3 separate regions of the Zea mays genome follow, and all the other regions are linked to region 1. A link is a contact called in public Hi-C data. All regions are on one chromosome and are shown on one strand. Each heading gives the region's core, a stretch centred on a gene start, on an enhancer-like site or on the middle of the called end of the contact. The rest is flanking DNA. Distances are from core to core; before and after follow the strand shown.

Region 1 (5,152 bases), core at 1,752-4,251:
GCCGCGCCACTGCCATTTTTCTGGAGGGAGGAGAGCTCACAGTCCTTGTCACAGTCATCCGCCACCTCCAGCGGCTTCATGGTGTAGAAATAGAAGCAGACGAGGTAGTAGCCCAAGTTGAGTAGCGTGATGCAGGTGACGAGCCAGTAGTAGTTGTCGATCCTGCCGCGGTTGATGTTGTCCTGGAGCCACTCGCCGCGCCCACGCGTGGCGCGCTGCACCGCCGTGACGAGCACCGTGCCCATGTAGTTCCCGATGGAGGCGGCGAGCCAGAAGAGCGCGGCGGCGCTGCTGCGCATGCTCTCGGGCGCCTGGTCGTACAGGAACTCCATGTGCCCCACGGACGAGAAGGCGTCGCCGACGCCGTGGACGGCGAACTGGGGCACCAGCCAGAACACGCTGAGCGGGACGACGGCGGCCGGGCTGTCCAGGAGCCCGTGCCGGGCGGCGGCGTCGCGGCGCTTGGTCTCCACGAGCGCCGCCGTGGCGACGCTGAGCACGGAGATGGCCAGCCCGATGCCCATGCGCTGGAAGTAGGTGATCCCGGACGGCAGGCCCGTGACGCGGCGCGCCAGGGGCACGAAGACGCGGTCGTACAAGGCCAGGGTGACGAGCATGGCCGCGTTCGAGAAGATGGACAGCGTCGCCGGCGGGAGCTGGAAGTGGGGCCCCATGTGCCGGTCCATGGTCCGCGCCTGCATGATGGTGAAGGTGTAGTTGTGCGAGCTGGCGGTGGCCAGCATGATGCCGGCCGACCAGATGGGCAGCATGCGGACGATGGACTTGAGCTCCTCCACGCGGTGCACCGTCGACAGGCGCCACGGGTCTGGTTGCCCGGACGGGGAGATGTCGCCCGCCGTCACTATTGCTGCCCGGTCGAAGAACCTTAAATCATCAACAGAGAATATATAGCAACGTTACTACTGCTGGTCCCAATAAAAAAATAAAAAATCGCGAGCATAGCAAGGAACAGAGGACGAATGCAAAAAAGAGAGAGGTGATTTTAAAGCAATGTGCACGATCTTGCTTTAAATTAAAAGCTAAAACTAGTAGCGGGGTTGCATTGCATTTCCCCTTTTTGATAATGTAATGTAACCACCACAAAAAAGTTGGGCCGGCACGCAGGCGGCATCGTGAGACACATCACGTGCACGCAGGTCTATCGAATTTACTTTCGCTCCTTTTTTATTTTTTTACAAGAGACCGGACTTAATTAGAAATGGAGACTTACGTAAGCTGATTGGTGTGTAGGAGCCTGCCGTTGGTGGAGATGAGCGCGTCGAGCTCCTTGTCCTGATACAGCATGCGGGGGTCCTCGGGCACGGCGGCGTTGCGCTTCTTGAACGCGGCTGCGACAACCTGCGCGAGCCGCGTGAACGGGCTGCCCCCGGGCTTGACCAGCACGTAGAGCGGGTAGCCGACCAGGAACACGACGATGGACATGAACATGCCCACGGCCGGGATCCCGAACCCCCACCCCCACCCCACGTTCTCCTGGATGTACACCACCACCGTCAGCGCCAGCAGCGCCGCCAGCCCCATGGTGAAGAAGTAGAGGTTGAAGTAGCGCCGCTTCCGCTCCGCCTCCGCCTTGGCCTTGGCCTTCTCCTCCTCCTCGGCGCTGTCCAGCCGCTCGAACTGGTCGGCGCCGAACGCCACGACGCACGGCCGGATCCCGCCGGAGCCCAGCGACGTGAGCAGCAGCGAGAGGTACAGCAGGGCGAGCTGCCACCCGGAGGCGCGCTGGCACGGGGTGGCCGCCGGCGGGTCGTCGCACGGGGGCGGCCGGAGCGAGGGGAGGACCGCGGACACCACCACGCCGACCATGCCGAGCTGGTACACCACGGACCCTGCGATGATGGTCCAGAAGCGGCCGGCGAAGGCGTCGGCGGCGAACGCGCCTAGGATGGGCGTCAAGGAGGACGTGCCGCTGAAGTTGGTTAGCGTGTTCGAGGCCTCCACCAGCGGGAGGTGCAGCTGCTGCGTCAGGTACGTGATCAGGTTGGCGCCGAAGCCGGCCGTGGCAAACCGGTCGCAGACTTCGCTTGCTGCAAATGCAGTGGACAACGCCATGCATGAGAGACTGTCAGAACGACATCTATCACCCACAGGCCAAGAACTGCACTTGCACTGATGCAATTGTTCGTTGCATCGTCTTCATCGGTCCTAGCTTTCTTGGTTCACCAACTAATTTCTCACAGTATTAATTACCAATTTTACCGTACGTCATTCAGTCTAGTTTACGGTTTGGCAGCAGTAGAATTAGACGAGGACATTATAATAAAAAAACGAGAATTAATGGACGGAACATATTAAATTGTGAACACGATTAAGTAGAGGCGTAGAGCTCGAAATCTTCGCTAGATGTGTACTGCATCTTTGGACTGTGATGAATCACCGACCAAAATGTAAATAAAAAGGATCCGAGAATAAAAAAACCAGTTAGACAAAACTACAAATCCAATAAAACCTTATATGTCTTTGATACAAAGATAATTAACAACTATTTCTATAGTCAAACAAAGGAAACTCTTGATGTGTAAAGATAAAAAATAATTTACTTATACTAATTGATTGCATAAGAGTTTTGTTCCAAATTATCTAAAAAACCAGGCACCTGAAATATAGGGAAGGGGGGGGGGGGGGGGGGGGGGGGAGAAACAGTAAACAGCCGTGTCTATTTCTCAACTTGCGCATACTCCACAGATTGGTGTAAACAACTGTAACATAAGCCGATGCAGAATTGCAGATGCAGGCATATACTGTACTCGATTGATTTCCTCACCTAGTATCAGCGGCATGGTCCTGAAGCCTCCCTTCTTCTTCCTCTTGCCCTGCTCTCCATCTGCATTCCTGTCCATTGCTGCCGTTGCGGTCCCCATGGCAAGTTGCAGAGAGCCAGAGACCTCGCTGGTCCTGGTTCCTGTGAAGCTAAGCGTCACTGATGCTGAACCAGAACAAGGCAAGGCCTTGGGGAACGAAGGAACGAACGCGACCTTCACATGGCCCTACATTTTGATGCGAGAATGGAGGCACGTATATATAGACACGCCCAGCCAGCAGGAGACAAACACTTCTGCGGCGCCCAAGGGGCAATGTGCTAGGCTGCTAGTTCAGACCACAAGTGTGACGGCAACTTTTTCTCTTTTTTTTATAGGAACCATGAGTGCATGATTGGTCATATTATTAGCTTTGTATCTAGCCGATTATTATCTAGGAATTTAATTAACTTTGTGGCCGGTTAATGTTGGCACACCCAGGTACTACGTTTTTCCTTGGAAGGATAGATAATCAGTCTTTAAGAGGTTAAGTAAAAAAATAAGAGACGGTATTTTTTAAGAATCTGTCTCTACACGACTTTATATACATATTATCTATTAACTATATTTATGATGTGACTGATTTTAAAGACACTCCATTATATCATGGAGTCTTATAGTTGCTTTCTTATACTTGAAAACCCGATCCAGAGGCGTATATGTCCTTAGGGAACAGTCCTCCCCGTTTTACGCTTATTCGCATAAGTCATACATCAATATCATTTCAAATTATATGCAAAAGTTTAAACTTTGAGGACCATTATCTTTTTTACTATTCACATGAACTTTTAGAAATTGTATACCTAAAATAGTTTCTTAGTTTTACAATGCTATATATATTTGCATGGATTGCATACTAGTAAGCAATGGACAAACAAATGTATTGGTGGCCATCTATACCAGTCATTAACCAGAGACTTGTTTTAGAGAATTTGCATTAATTCTCATAAAATGTTAAGAAACAAGTGAGGTTTTAAAATTAAACATTTCACTATCAACTTGGTGGTGGACCGTGGTTATCATTAACATTATGTTGTTGTCCAAATTGGAGATTCATTCCACACGAGAAAGCACAGTATTATTATTACTATATTTTGATCCAAAACTAGGGATAAATCAGGTGTAAAACAACCTGTTGGTAGAAACAAGACATAAGGATGGAGATATGAGGACCTTTTTAGAAATACCCAGGGGAAGGTGGGAGAGTTGTTGTGAAAAACAATATTTTTAGGGCAAGTTTGGATTCAAGAGCTTAGGAATATTTTGAGGACCTTTCTAGGAGCTAAAAGTTACTAAAATAAATTTTTAGTCACCTTTAGTGTTTCCTGTTTAGATCTTTAACTTCTAAGGTAACTATTTTTTAGTCGTTTTGCTTTAACTCCTATGATCAAGTAGAGTAGTAGACCCTTAAAAAGGTCCTCTCAACTCTATTTGGGTGTCATGTTTGCACGACACCAACGGATTAGTTTGCATATGATATGTTATATCTTCAATGGTACATCCTAATAAATCACTTTCACTAAATACCAATATAACTTTTGTTTATTTCTAAACTATTCACATTTAATTTTTTTGAAATTACTAAAAGTGTCCTTAAATGCTTCTGGATTAAGCCTATTCACTTGACTTAAATCTGTATCGACTTCTGCTGTTTTAACAATGTTTTTGTCTAGATTACAGTTGCAGCAGTTTAAATAGTTGGCTTTAATACGAAGCTAACAGGTAAAAACCCGATTAATTCATGGCCTACTTTGTCATTACTGCCGCCATATTAACTCAAAGAACCCTGGATATACTTCTAAAATTACTCGCACTAATCATTAACCAGAAAAGGCAAACCCCCCAAAATTTTGCTTCTAAATTGTCCATACTTCACAAGTACAATTATAAGAAATTAATTCAAGATGCCACATTCTTGCATTGTTTTTTCATCTATCTGCTTGTCACATAACGTTAATTTACCTTTCTCATTCAATTACGTTATAGAGTGGACAACAAACTACAATAGAAGATAAGAGTTAAGGGCTAGTTTGGGAACCCTATTTTTCCAAGGGATTTCTATTTTCTTATGGGAAATTAGTTCATTTTTCCTTGGGAAAATGAAAATCCCTTGAAAAAATGTGTTTCCCAAACTAGCCCTAAATGTATTGCAGTTCCAGCTGGTTTCAGTTAGGTCCATCATTCTGAAATTTAAATTTTGGGTCCATGAATTTTTTTTAAGAACCACATATTCATACCGATCTATGTGTGCATATAGCTGCTGACCGGACAACTCTCAGCTGAGGCATTTCGTCGATCATGTCATGGACGCGAGAGAAGGCAACGCCGACAGC
Region 2 (5,152 bases), core at 1,088-3,587, 190 kb before region 1:
ATGTCATGATCAAATATGTACTAAAATAGGACTCCATATTCAACATTGTTGGATGAGAATTTTTCCAAGTAGCTATCCTATCTCATCCACTATTACAAAATTCACTATGTAATTAATAATACAAATCTCCTACTTTACACAATCTACTGTGGATAGCCTAACTCATATCATATGAATATGGATTAAGAGTATGGATCGTATTCGAGACATGGAGAACGTGAGTATAGTTATCCAATGTCCTCCCGTTGCTAGGAAGTAAACAAAAAATAAATGAAAAAGTGTACCTCTTTAATAATATAAGGTTTATATATATCTAGTGATACCTAATAAGATTTTTAAACCATAAAAGGTACCTTTAAGATTATAAACAAACTGCAAAAATTCTAGAGATAATTTGGACAAAAAATATAAAGCATTTCGAGCTGTTAAATTATATCTAAAAACTCTGAAACACTATATTTATGTTTGGGAAAATGGAGAAAATGCTTACAAAAATCTAGAAAATAGTCAAAACATTGCTATTGATCTAAACACATTTTTGAAAAATTTTCATACCAAAACTTGAGATATAACTAGCATGATTGCATGAATGTATCAGAATTAAATGTATCTTGCATTATTTTTTTGTTCCACATCATGTTTCCAAGAGAAAAAATTACATTTTGGAAGATACTAAATATATTTTCATGATATTTAACTTTTTTATTTGGGCTTTGTTGTATCCCAATTTATCTCAAAGACTTTTTTTGAATTTTTAGAAGCTTAGATATTTTTCCAAGTTCAAAACCTTATCATGTGTTTGTTTGATTTTTTTTAACTAAGAAAAAGGATGTAACGCCTTAAAAAACACTTTTACTCTGGTAGATTTTGGAATGTAAAATATCTCATTTTAGAGTTTGTACGGAAGATAGACTAGTTTTTAAAATAAAACTTAGGCCTCGAACAGCGAGCCCCGCCACGCTCTCAGCCCAGTGAGTTATTTGAGTTTGTAACAATCTCGTCGCGCGGCTTCGCCACTATATTACTCCGCAGCTGCGCATCGCCAATTTGGTATTATGCAGCACATATCCGCGCCATATTGGGACTGTTGTTCTCCCCTGCTCTGTTACCGTGTGTTTTCTTGCGGTTGATGAAGTTTATGTACCCCTTCGTCCTAATCTACCCCTAGCCGTTTGAGTCCATTCTCTATTGCGACTACTCATCTATTGCCCACGCCGCCGTCTGCCTTAAGGTGACCACGCCGGCGTCTGCCACCAGGTGCCAGCGCCGCTGTCTGCCAACATCTGCCCGCGCCGCCGTCTGCCAGCAGGAGCCCGCGACCCCGTCTGCCAGCAGCAGGTGCCCGCGCCGCCGTCTGTAACCTCGTCTGCACTGCCACCCGCCTGGAGGTCCACCTTCCGCAGGTAGGCCGCGCCGTCGACGACCACCTTCACGAAATTGGCTGCGCGGCTGGCCTTGCTGGAGTCGGCGAGCGCGTTCTTGCGGTACGACCTCACCGGCGGCCACCCCACCACCCGCGCCTTGGGTGACGGCGCAGCGTCGGAGGGCGCGGCGAGCGAGGAGGAACGGTCGGAGTCGGAGCCCGGGAGGCGGAGGGTGAGGGCGAGCGTGGTGTCCTCGTAGCCGAGCCTGGAGGCCGCGGACGACTCGGTGGAGCTCCGCTCCGTATCCACCGACATGGCCGGCGGCGGCGTGCAGCGTGCTGGGCTCCGAGCTCGGCGGCTTCCGCTCTGACTCTGTGGGCGAGGGAGGCCTGAGAGAGGGAGGAAGGGCGAAGGGGAAGGAGCTGTGCTCCACCCACAAAGAGGAGGCTGCTCGGATGGGGAGGAACGAGGAAGAGAAGGGGCCTCGGCTGTAGCAGGGAAGGGGCGCCTGTTTGCCGGCTTGAGGGAGCAAGGGGCCAAGCTAGGAGCCGAGGCCATGGGGCGAGCTCACCTGCTCGAGCTCGGACCAGAGGAGGGCAGCGCCTGCCAAGGGAGAAGTGGAGGTCGGCCATGACCAAGGTCGCAGGGGCTCCCTGGAGATCCAGCTGGTGGAGCTCGCCTGGGGGAAGATGATAGGAGGAGCAGGGGAGGGGCTGCTTGCGTCGTGGTTACGGCAGGGACAAACTTGACTTTTACCATAGTTCATAGACGGTAACAGAGCTCGGGAGAATAACAGTCCTAATATGACGTAGATATGTGCTGCATAATACTAAATTGGCGATGCGCAGCCGCGGAGTAATATAGTGGCGAAGCCGCGGGACGAGATTGTTACACACTCAAATAACTCCAGCCCAGTCGCAATTCGCAGATAGGTCCACGTCCACTTCTCGTCGCTAAACGCGTAGGCGTAGGCGGCGTAGCTCACCTCCCTGCCGCGCGGCAGGCGAGACGGCGGTCCCTGGTGCGTTGCAAGCAGCACCCAGCAGGCAATCGCTAACAGCGCCGGATGCCGCCTGGCCCCGCTACCACGCTTGCCTCCTTGAACTCCCTCCTCGCGTCGCTTGCGCGCTCCGGCCGCCCTGCGCAAGCGCTCTGCACGTTCCGGGACATGCTCGCGCGGGGCATCCCGCCGGACCACTTCACCCTGCCACCCGTGCTCCGCTCCTGCACTCTCACTGGCGCCGCGGGCCTAGCTTCCACCTCCCACGCGCTCGCCGTCAAACTCGGGGCCCAGGAAAACCTTTTCGTGGCGTCTGCGCTCGTCCTTTGTTACGCTGGCCTGTCGAACCTCCCCGACGCGCGGAGGCTGTTCGATGGAATGCGCGAGCGGGATGCTGTCCTCTGGACTTCTATGCTGTCCGCCTACGCGCAGGGTGGGGAACCGGACGCGGCTATGCGGTTCTTTGGTAGCATGGTGGCAGCAGGGATGGAGCTGGATGCGGTGGTCATGATCAGCCTGCTGCTCGCTTGTGGACAGCTTGGGTGGCGCCGCCATGGAAGGAGTGTGCACGGCTGCTGTATCCGGAGGTTCCTAGGGATGCCATTGCCCCTTGGGAACGCACTTGTGGACATGTACGTCAAGTGTGGGGACTTTGCATTCGCCCAGAGGGTGTTTGTTGGGATGCCTAGGCGGGATGTTATCTCGTGGAGTGCGCTGATCCTTGGTCATGGTTTGAATGGGCGTTCTGATGTTGCATTGGGACTCTTCGATAGAATGTCAGCCGAAGGAATCCGACCGAACTCAGTCACTTTTCTTGGGGCATTGTCAGCTTGTGCACATTCTGGCATGGTGGACAAAGGATATGCTATCTTCAAGGGGATGAAACTGTCGGGCATTGAGCCTGAACTGAAACATTACTCTTGTATGGCTGACATGCTTGGGAGAGCAGGGCATGTTGTCGAGGCTATGAAGCTCATAGAGGAAATGCCTTGTGAGCCCGACGAGGCCATGCTTGGAGGTGTACTTGCAGCCTGCCGAGTGCATGGAGAAATGGAGTCTGCTGAATGGGTTTCCAAGAGATTGATGGGCATGTCTCCTGGAAAGAGCGGCTACTATATGAGCTTGGCAAACATATATTCAGATGCTGGGAGGTATAGTGACGCAGAGACAATAAGAGGATTCATGAAAGAACTTAAAGTCAACAAGCTTCCTGGATATAGTTCAGTTGAATTAGATGCTGATAGATTCCACATACTGGGCAATAGAGTCTGAAGTGTTTGATCAAAATCTACTCTGTTGGGGCACACACTTCACTGCAGTACATGCATTAAATTGATGGGTAAAGAGAACATAGTACGAGTATACAATAGTGGAAGAAAGAATGAATGGTAGTTTCAGCATGAGCATAGGCTTAGCTTTTTCTGTTAGGTCCCGTTTGTTTCCTTTTATTTTGAGGAATTAGAATCTTACTAATGAAATAGGCTATTTATTTAGAATGTGACATTCCACCACTTTACAAAGTTATCATATAAGCCTATCTCAAATTCATAGGGTGAGAGATGAAAATTGATTCTATAGATTTACATGATATTTTTCCGATATACAATTTATAGCACACTCTTCTACTTGCTTCGCTATAATATAAATATAGTATATAACTATCTCTCTCATGTAATTTAGGATAATATACAAATATATTACATATATAAATATATAAACTTAATTAGTTTTGTCTAAATTATAATTATTAAAATGGAATTCAATTCCAACGAAACAAACGCGGCCTTACTGTATTGTGCTAAAATGTGAGGAAACCACTTCTTGAGATGATATGGACAGGTTGATAAAGGTAAAGCATGAATGCAGGCCACAAATTGAAATCACACAATGTCCCAGTGTGTTTAAGAAAGGAGAAAGAGACTGTCCACTATGTGTGATTCAGAGGTTATAGCAGCAATTGAAACTGACATATAACCCCCAGGCCTGTGGAGTGTGGACACATGAGCAGAAATGTTCGGTCAAGTCCTATGTTCACAAGTGGATGTGCACTGTGGTGGGTTTATTTCCTAATTTGTTTTTTTTTTCTCTATCACGAGCCTTGCGCAGTTGCCCTACTATAGGCCACGAGATGGTAAAATGATAGCTAAAGAGGGTTCTATTGAGTATAACATGGAGTACTTAGTTTACCGTTCGGCTGCACTTATGCTACTGTGGCTGCAGCTGTATCCCTGTTGGCTGTGGAGCAGCTGTCCAGCCAGCAACCGATTTGATGTACTAGCCAACAGACATTGTGTTGGCTCTCAATTTTTCTGGCGTGTTAAGCTTCTACACTGATTTTTGAATACTGTACGAGAAATTTGTCGATGAGATACTATGAAAGTATGGTTTTGCGGGGAACACATTGTCAAAGTCGATTTTGTCACAAACACTATGAAAGGCCCGGTTTTGTCTACAACACATCAAACCAGATAAACTAATCATTTTCAGCTAAAATGAGGTGCATAAGACCATTTTGCTCGCGGGCCTACCTACCATCTTCCCTCTCCTCTGTCTTTTCACTTTGTGCATTGTGCTATTATAAAAGTATGCATTTCTTTATAAGCTTTTAAAAAGATTGATTGGTAGAAAGATGATCAAGCACTCTGATCTTTAAATTTGTAAGCCAAGACAACAGTGATTGATGCCCTATATAAACATGTAGACTCTCAAGGAGCTCACTCTGATCTTTGAATTGTTGGAGAGAGCCTAAGTTGTTTTTGAGAAGCTCAATATAAACAACCATGTTCTT
Region 3 (5,152 bases), core at 1,339-3,838, 130 kb before region 1:
ATACTTTCGATCAGTATTGAGATGGGTATCTAGCAGTGAGCTCCAGTTGGGTATGTTGGTCAATTAGTTTAAGAGGAGAACTGGCGGACCAGAGTTAGACTTTGGTGTTAAAGCTGAGAGTGACGCTTGTTTTAGGAAGGTTGGTGAGTGCAGTGGATTGACATCCTTAGAAAACATCCAGCCACCTTCAAGCTTGTCAAAATCACTCCACCCAAATCTGTCATCCCTGTTGTGAGAAATGGAGTATTTGTGGAGCCTGTGAGAGCCCCACCTCAGAAACAAGTGTGGTGTCCAAAACCTAGCCATCTTATGAACGCACTTGACATCCTACCTGACATCTCTAGTGATCCTTTTTCTAGAGCTCCCCAGCCACCCAAAAAGAACTACTCCCACAAACATATTTCACCCAAGTCAGAGGTGAGGTTCCATTGCGAATATTGTGAAAGGGATGGACATTTGGCTGTGTTTTGCTTTAGGAGGAAGAGAGATGAGCAACATGGTTCTGAGTTGAGTAGAGGGAATATGAATCGTCCATCTCATGGTGTTCATGAGCTTTCTGTTCAGAGACGTCCTGTAGGTCTAGATGTGCTTTGCCTCATGCTGTTAAGCCTCCGGCAGTGAGACCACATGATGGTCGTGCCTAATTAGGTGCTGGTCGTGTGTCACATGGGTTTTCACTTCTCTAGTGGACCACAATTTTCCTCTTGTTGTGTTGGCAACTATTCATTATAAATTTGATCGAATTTAAATTAGTTTGACTCATATAAGTTCTATTGTTTTTTTTCGACAGAGAAAGTGCATCAGTAATTGATGACTCGAAGTTTATAGGCTCCCTTCGATTCTACTCATAAGATCCATTACAAATTTACAATAAGGTCATCAGAAAGCTAACTTATATAAACAATTACCCAAGTGATTTGACCCATTTGGTCTCCGCTTGCAGTGTTGCATATATATAAATACGTAGCCTCACTTCTTTTTAGTGTATATTTATAGTGTACACCTCCGCCCACAAATCTATATTACTCTATTAAGAACCTAATGTGGGCATCTGGTACTACCACGGCTCCACATCCACGTCCAGCGCAGGCAAAAAATAGTGCAAAGCGAGCACTCGAGTTCACGCCCCCGCTCTAGAAATTTGAGGCTAACTATCAGACACATATATCTTAGTACTTAGAAATAAACAATAATTATATTTGTAGTTTAGGCGTCGTTCCACCTGCTCTCTCGTCTCGTGACAACGCACGAGCACATACCCGGTGTAATTCTACGATCTTTAGAACAGCTTAAAGAGGAAGACAAATGTCAGCGATAGCTCTCATTTCTTCCTTATTTTTCCCACTCTTCATGACAATATGGAATATTGGACTCCACATATCTGTCAGTGTTTGTCATCTAGACTTCCTCACGACTGCGTACCTAGATGGATCGCTTGCCACACCAACATGAATAGGCTCATAGACAATTTTCACCAAAACCAATTCTCGCAGAAGCATGTTGAAAAGCTTAGGACTGATTTGATGACAAGAAAATTACTAGAGGATTGGAAGGGATTGGGGAGAAATTAGAGTGTTGAGCTGACCGCGGCCTAGAAGCTAGAAAAATCAAAAACAAACACGACCCTAGTCCCACCTCTAACCTTGCAAACTGTGCTCTCGTTCACCTCCACCCAGCATCGCCAGCCACCTTCCCACACCACCCCTACGGGATTCGATTCGACATGGTGGAGGTGGTCATGGCTCGCACGGAGGCGCTGGCCATGGGTTATGCCTCCTAGCCATATCAAGACTTCGCTAGCCTATTCGGAGAACCCCCAACTGGTGAAGCTCAAAGCCCCGATATAAGCTACTTCATGTTGAAAAATGAGATCTGGAATGGTTCTCATGTGGTCACCGCCATTTGCACATGACCGACTTAAACTTGGTGTCCTGATCAGAGTAGCCAGCTGATGACACGATTGCCGAACTTTCCACGTCCTAAAATTTCTAGCAGTTTATTCCACTCGTTTTTTGCTTAGAAATAGCTTATAATCCTTGACCTGACTGACCGGAGGAGACTAGCTAACAACTAAAGTGTTCTCTAGACTGTAGTCCTTCCCTGGTCAGAAGCCCCTGTTCATACTCCGGAGTCACTCTGCTCGGAAATTGCAGCAAGACGACGAACTCCCCGCGTTAAGGTGTTGCAGCAAGAAGACGACAACTGCAGCCTGACCCTACAGTTCTGGTAAAATATCGCTGAAATTTGAAATATCATTTTTCTCAGGAACCCGAAACTAACATGCAATTCCCAGGTCCTCAGGAGTAAGGAACCCGCAATTCACATGCAGCACAAGCCACACGGCACACAGCCACCTCCGGCCCGGCGTCGCGTCGCGCTGCTGCTCTTCTCACGCGGTCGGTTGTTCCGACGACACGACGGACGTCAGGAATTAACCCGCAATTCTGATCGAGATCGCCCAACCATGAGCGGCAAGGTAAGCACAACCACACGCAACCCCCGCGCTGGGATTCTGGCCTCTCGATTCTCTAGCTACCAACTGCCTCAACCGCTGCCTATAAAATGCCCGGCTCCACCGTGCGCAGGCCAGACGTACTCATACAACGACGCACGAACTTCGTCGACCCTTCTCCCCGGTGCACATCACAGTCTCCGCAGCAACACCGATGGCAACGGCCAATGTCCAGCAGCAGCCACAGCCGCAGGTGGTAGCGGCGGTTGGCCGAAAGGTGGTGGACGAGGTTTCCGGCTGGCTGCGCGTGCTGGAGGACGGCAGCGTGGACCGCACGTGGACCGGCCCGCGCGAGGCCCTCCCGCTGATGGAGCCGGTGGCGCCGTACGCGGTGCCGCGAGACGGGCACACGCTCCACGACCTGCCCGGGGAGCCGAACCTACGCGTGTACCTCCCCGAGGCGAACGTGGAGGCCGGCGGCGCGCGCCTGCCCGTCATCCTGCAGCTCCACGGCGGGGGCTTCTGCATCTCCCACCCGTCCTGGCTCATGTACCACCACTTCTACGCGCGCCTCGCGTGCGCCGTCCCCGCCGTGGTGGTCGCCGTCGAGCTGCCGCTCGCGCCCGAGCGGCGCCTGCCCGCGCACATCGACGCCGGCGTCGCCGCGCTCCGCAGGCTCCGCTCCGTCGCGCTGGCCGAGGACGACGGCGCCCTCGACGACCCGGCGGCCGCGCTCCTCCGCGAGGCCGCCGACGTGTCCCGGGTGTTCCTCGTCGGGGACAGCTCGGGCGGCAACCTCGTCCACCTCGTGGCGGCCCGCGTGGCGAGGGAGGCGGACGCGGGCAGCTGGGCCCCCCTCCGCGTCGCCGGCGGCGTCCCCATTCACCCGGGGTTCGTGCGCGCCACCCGGAGCCGGTCGGAGCTGGAGACGAAGGCGGACTCGGTGTTCTTCACGCTGGACATGCTGGACAAGTTCCTTGCCTTGGCGCTGCCGGAGGGCGCCACCAAGGACCACCCCTTCACCTGCCCCATGGGCCCGCAGGCGCCGCCGCTGGAGTCCGTGCACCTGCCGCCGCTGCTTGTGTCCGTGGCCGAGAACGACCTCATCCGCGACACTAACCTCGAGTACTGCAACGCGCTGCGCGCCGCTGGCAAGGAGGTGGAGGTGCTCATCAACCACGGCATGAGCCACTCCTTCTACCTTAACAAGTACGCCGTCGACATGGACTCAACCACCGGGGAACGAGCCCGAGAGCTCATCGATGCCATCAAGAGCTTCATCTCACGCCATTGAATAAGGACGTATTATTCCGCACGTACGTGCGGGATACTGATCATATGTGCTACGTGATACGTGAGCTGCTTGGAATCACCAAATTTGTTCCGGTATATAAATGCTATCAACTTCAGTTATGTGTGGTGATATACCTACATACAACCACTGGATGGCTCCACATGCTGTAGCATATAGTGATGCATTTCCGAATTTCATTCAAAACTAAAGGTCGTTACCCAAGTTTATATGTATTGAATAGTTGAGTTTCAATAATCAATACAATATATGTTTGCGTAACTGTTTGGGCTATTATTTAGAATGATGCTAGCCACACAGCTACCACATTATAATCACTTGCCACAAGCAGAGTAGACCCCAATCCCATTCCAATCAGTTATGTTGTTGTGGTCAGCAGCAACCCTAAGGCCTTGTTTGTTTTTCTTCATTACGAGGAATTCAAATATAACTAGTGGAATAGGCTTAGGCTCTGTTTGGGACCCCTAAAGCTAATAATTAGCCAACTAATAAATTATTAGTTGGGTTGAGTCAACTAATAAACTAAATGTTAGCTCTGAGGTAGCTAACAATTTTTTTTGACGAAGGGGCGAAGCCACCTATTTCATTAAGAAATAGGAAAGTATGTAACAACCGCCCACACGCGGTAGAACCACCAAAAGATCAACCACGACCAGAAAGTTATCTAGACTCTAACCACTATCACTAGATCAGTGAAGAGACTACGATAACAGGGAAAGTTTTGGCCTACGAAGAACTACATAAGACTTTCTTATTTACATCCAACAAGACAGGCAGAAGCCACAAAAGACCTGAACAGTTTGGTCAGCAAAAGACAGACAACTATCCCAACAAGGCTTCCCAGCTTCAACATCTTGTCATCCAGAAATCCGCCTGTCAAGAGGACACCACCCCAAGGCCCTCCCGAAAGCTTCACTTGCCGTCTTTCGGATTAACTTGCTTCCTAGCACCACCATTCTTTGCTCCTTCTTTTTCTGACGAATCGCCCAGGAATCCAACCAGAAGCAGCAAAGAAAAATGATGTTAGATGGGTCAAGTAAATGACTATTTCCAAAGCACCAACCATTTCTAGTGCGCCAAATAGCCCAGAATAAAGCACCACAACCAAATAACACCAGATGAGACATCTTGTCTTTTGGTTTACAAAACCAATTGTCATACAAATCTTTGATATTTTTTGGGATAGATCTCAAATTCAAGGCAACTTGAATAACTCTCCACATGTATTGAGCAATGGGGCAATTAAAGAACAAGTGATCAATAGACTCATCCACCCCACAGAAACAACAATTTAAAGAACCAATCCAGCATCTTTTCCTCAAATTATCCTTAGTAAGAATCTTATTTCTTACCACTAACCAGAAGAAAACCTTAATTTTATGAGGCAA

What was found. A called contact is a pair of places that touch in the nucleus more often than the background predicts.
Region 2: a Hi-C map of bundle sheath shows a contact between it and region 1, with 2.8 times the contacts expected there. The contact joins the promoter of LOC100191417 here to the promoter of LOC100274435 in region 1. A contact is called at or near these places in 5 of 25 Hi-C or Micro-C datasets (bundle sheath, ear, leaf and 1 more) and 1 of 3 datasets of contacts at active chromatin or transcription factors (leaf).
Region 3: a Hi-C map of ear shows a contact between it and region 1, with 1.8 times the contacts expected there. The contact joins the promoter of LOC100285798 here to the promoter of LOC100274435 in region 1. A contact is called at or near these places in 4 of 25 Hi-C or Micro-C datasets (bundle sheath, ear, leaf and 1 more).

What each region holds. Positions count from the first base shown.
Region 1 is chr6:157,782,483-157,787,634 of Zm-B73-REFERENCE-NAM-5.0, forward strand. It overlaps LOC100274435 (Protein NRT1/ PTR FAMILY 3.1), which reads right to left and starts at 3,002. Exons shown (of 3, transcript NM_001148794.1): 1 at 2,786-3,002; 2 at 1,232-2,048; 3 at 1-885. The coding sequence starts at 2,882.
Region 2 is chr6:157,594,104-157,599,255 of Zm-B73-REFERENCE-NAM-5.0, forward strand. It overlaps LOC100191417 (Pentatricopeptide repeat-containing protein), which reads left to right and starts at 2,338. Exons shown (of 1, transcript NM_001136851.2): 1 at 2,338-3,858. The coding sequence starts at 2,431. The coding sequence ends at 3,636. It overlaps LOC103631518 (auxin-responsive protein IAA1), which reads right to left and starts at 1,748. Exons shown (of 1, transcript XM_008652412.2): 1 at 1,227-1,748. The coding sequence starts at 1,679. The coding sequence ends at 1,227.
Region 3 is chr6:157,651,703-157,656,854 of Zm-B73-REFERENCE-NAM-5.0, forward strand. It overlaps LOC100285798 (hsr203J), which reads left to right and starts at 2,589. Exons shown (of 1, transcript NM_001158688.2): 1 at 2,589-3,967. The coding sequence starts at 2,667. The coding sequence ends at 3,746.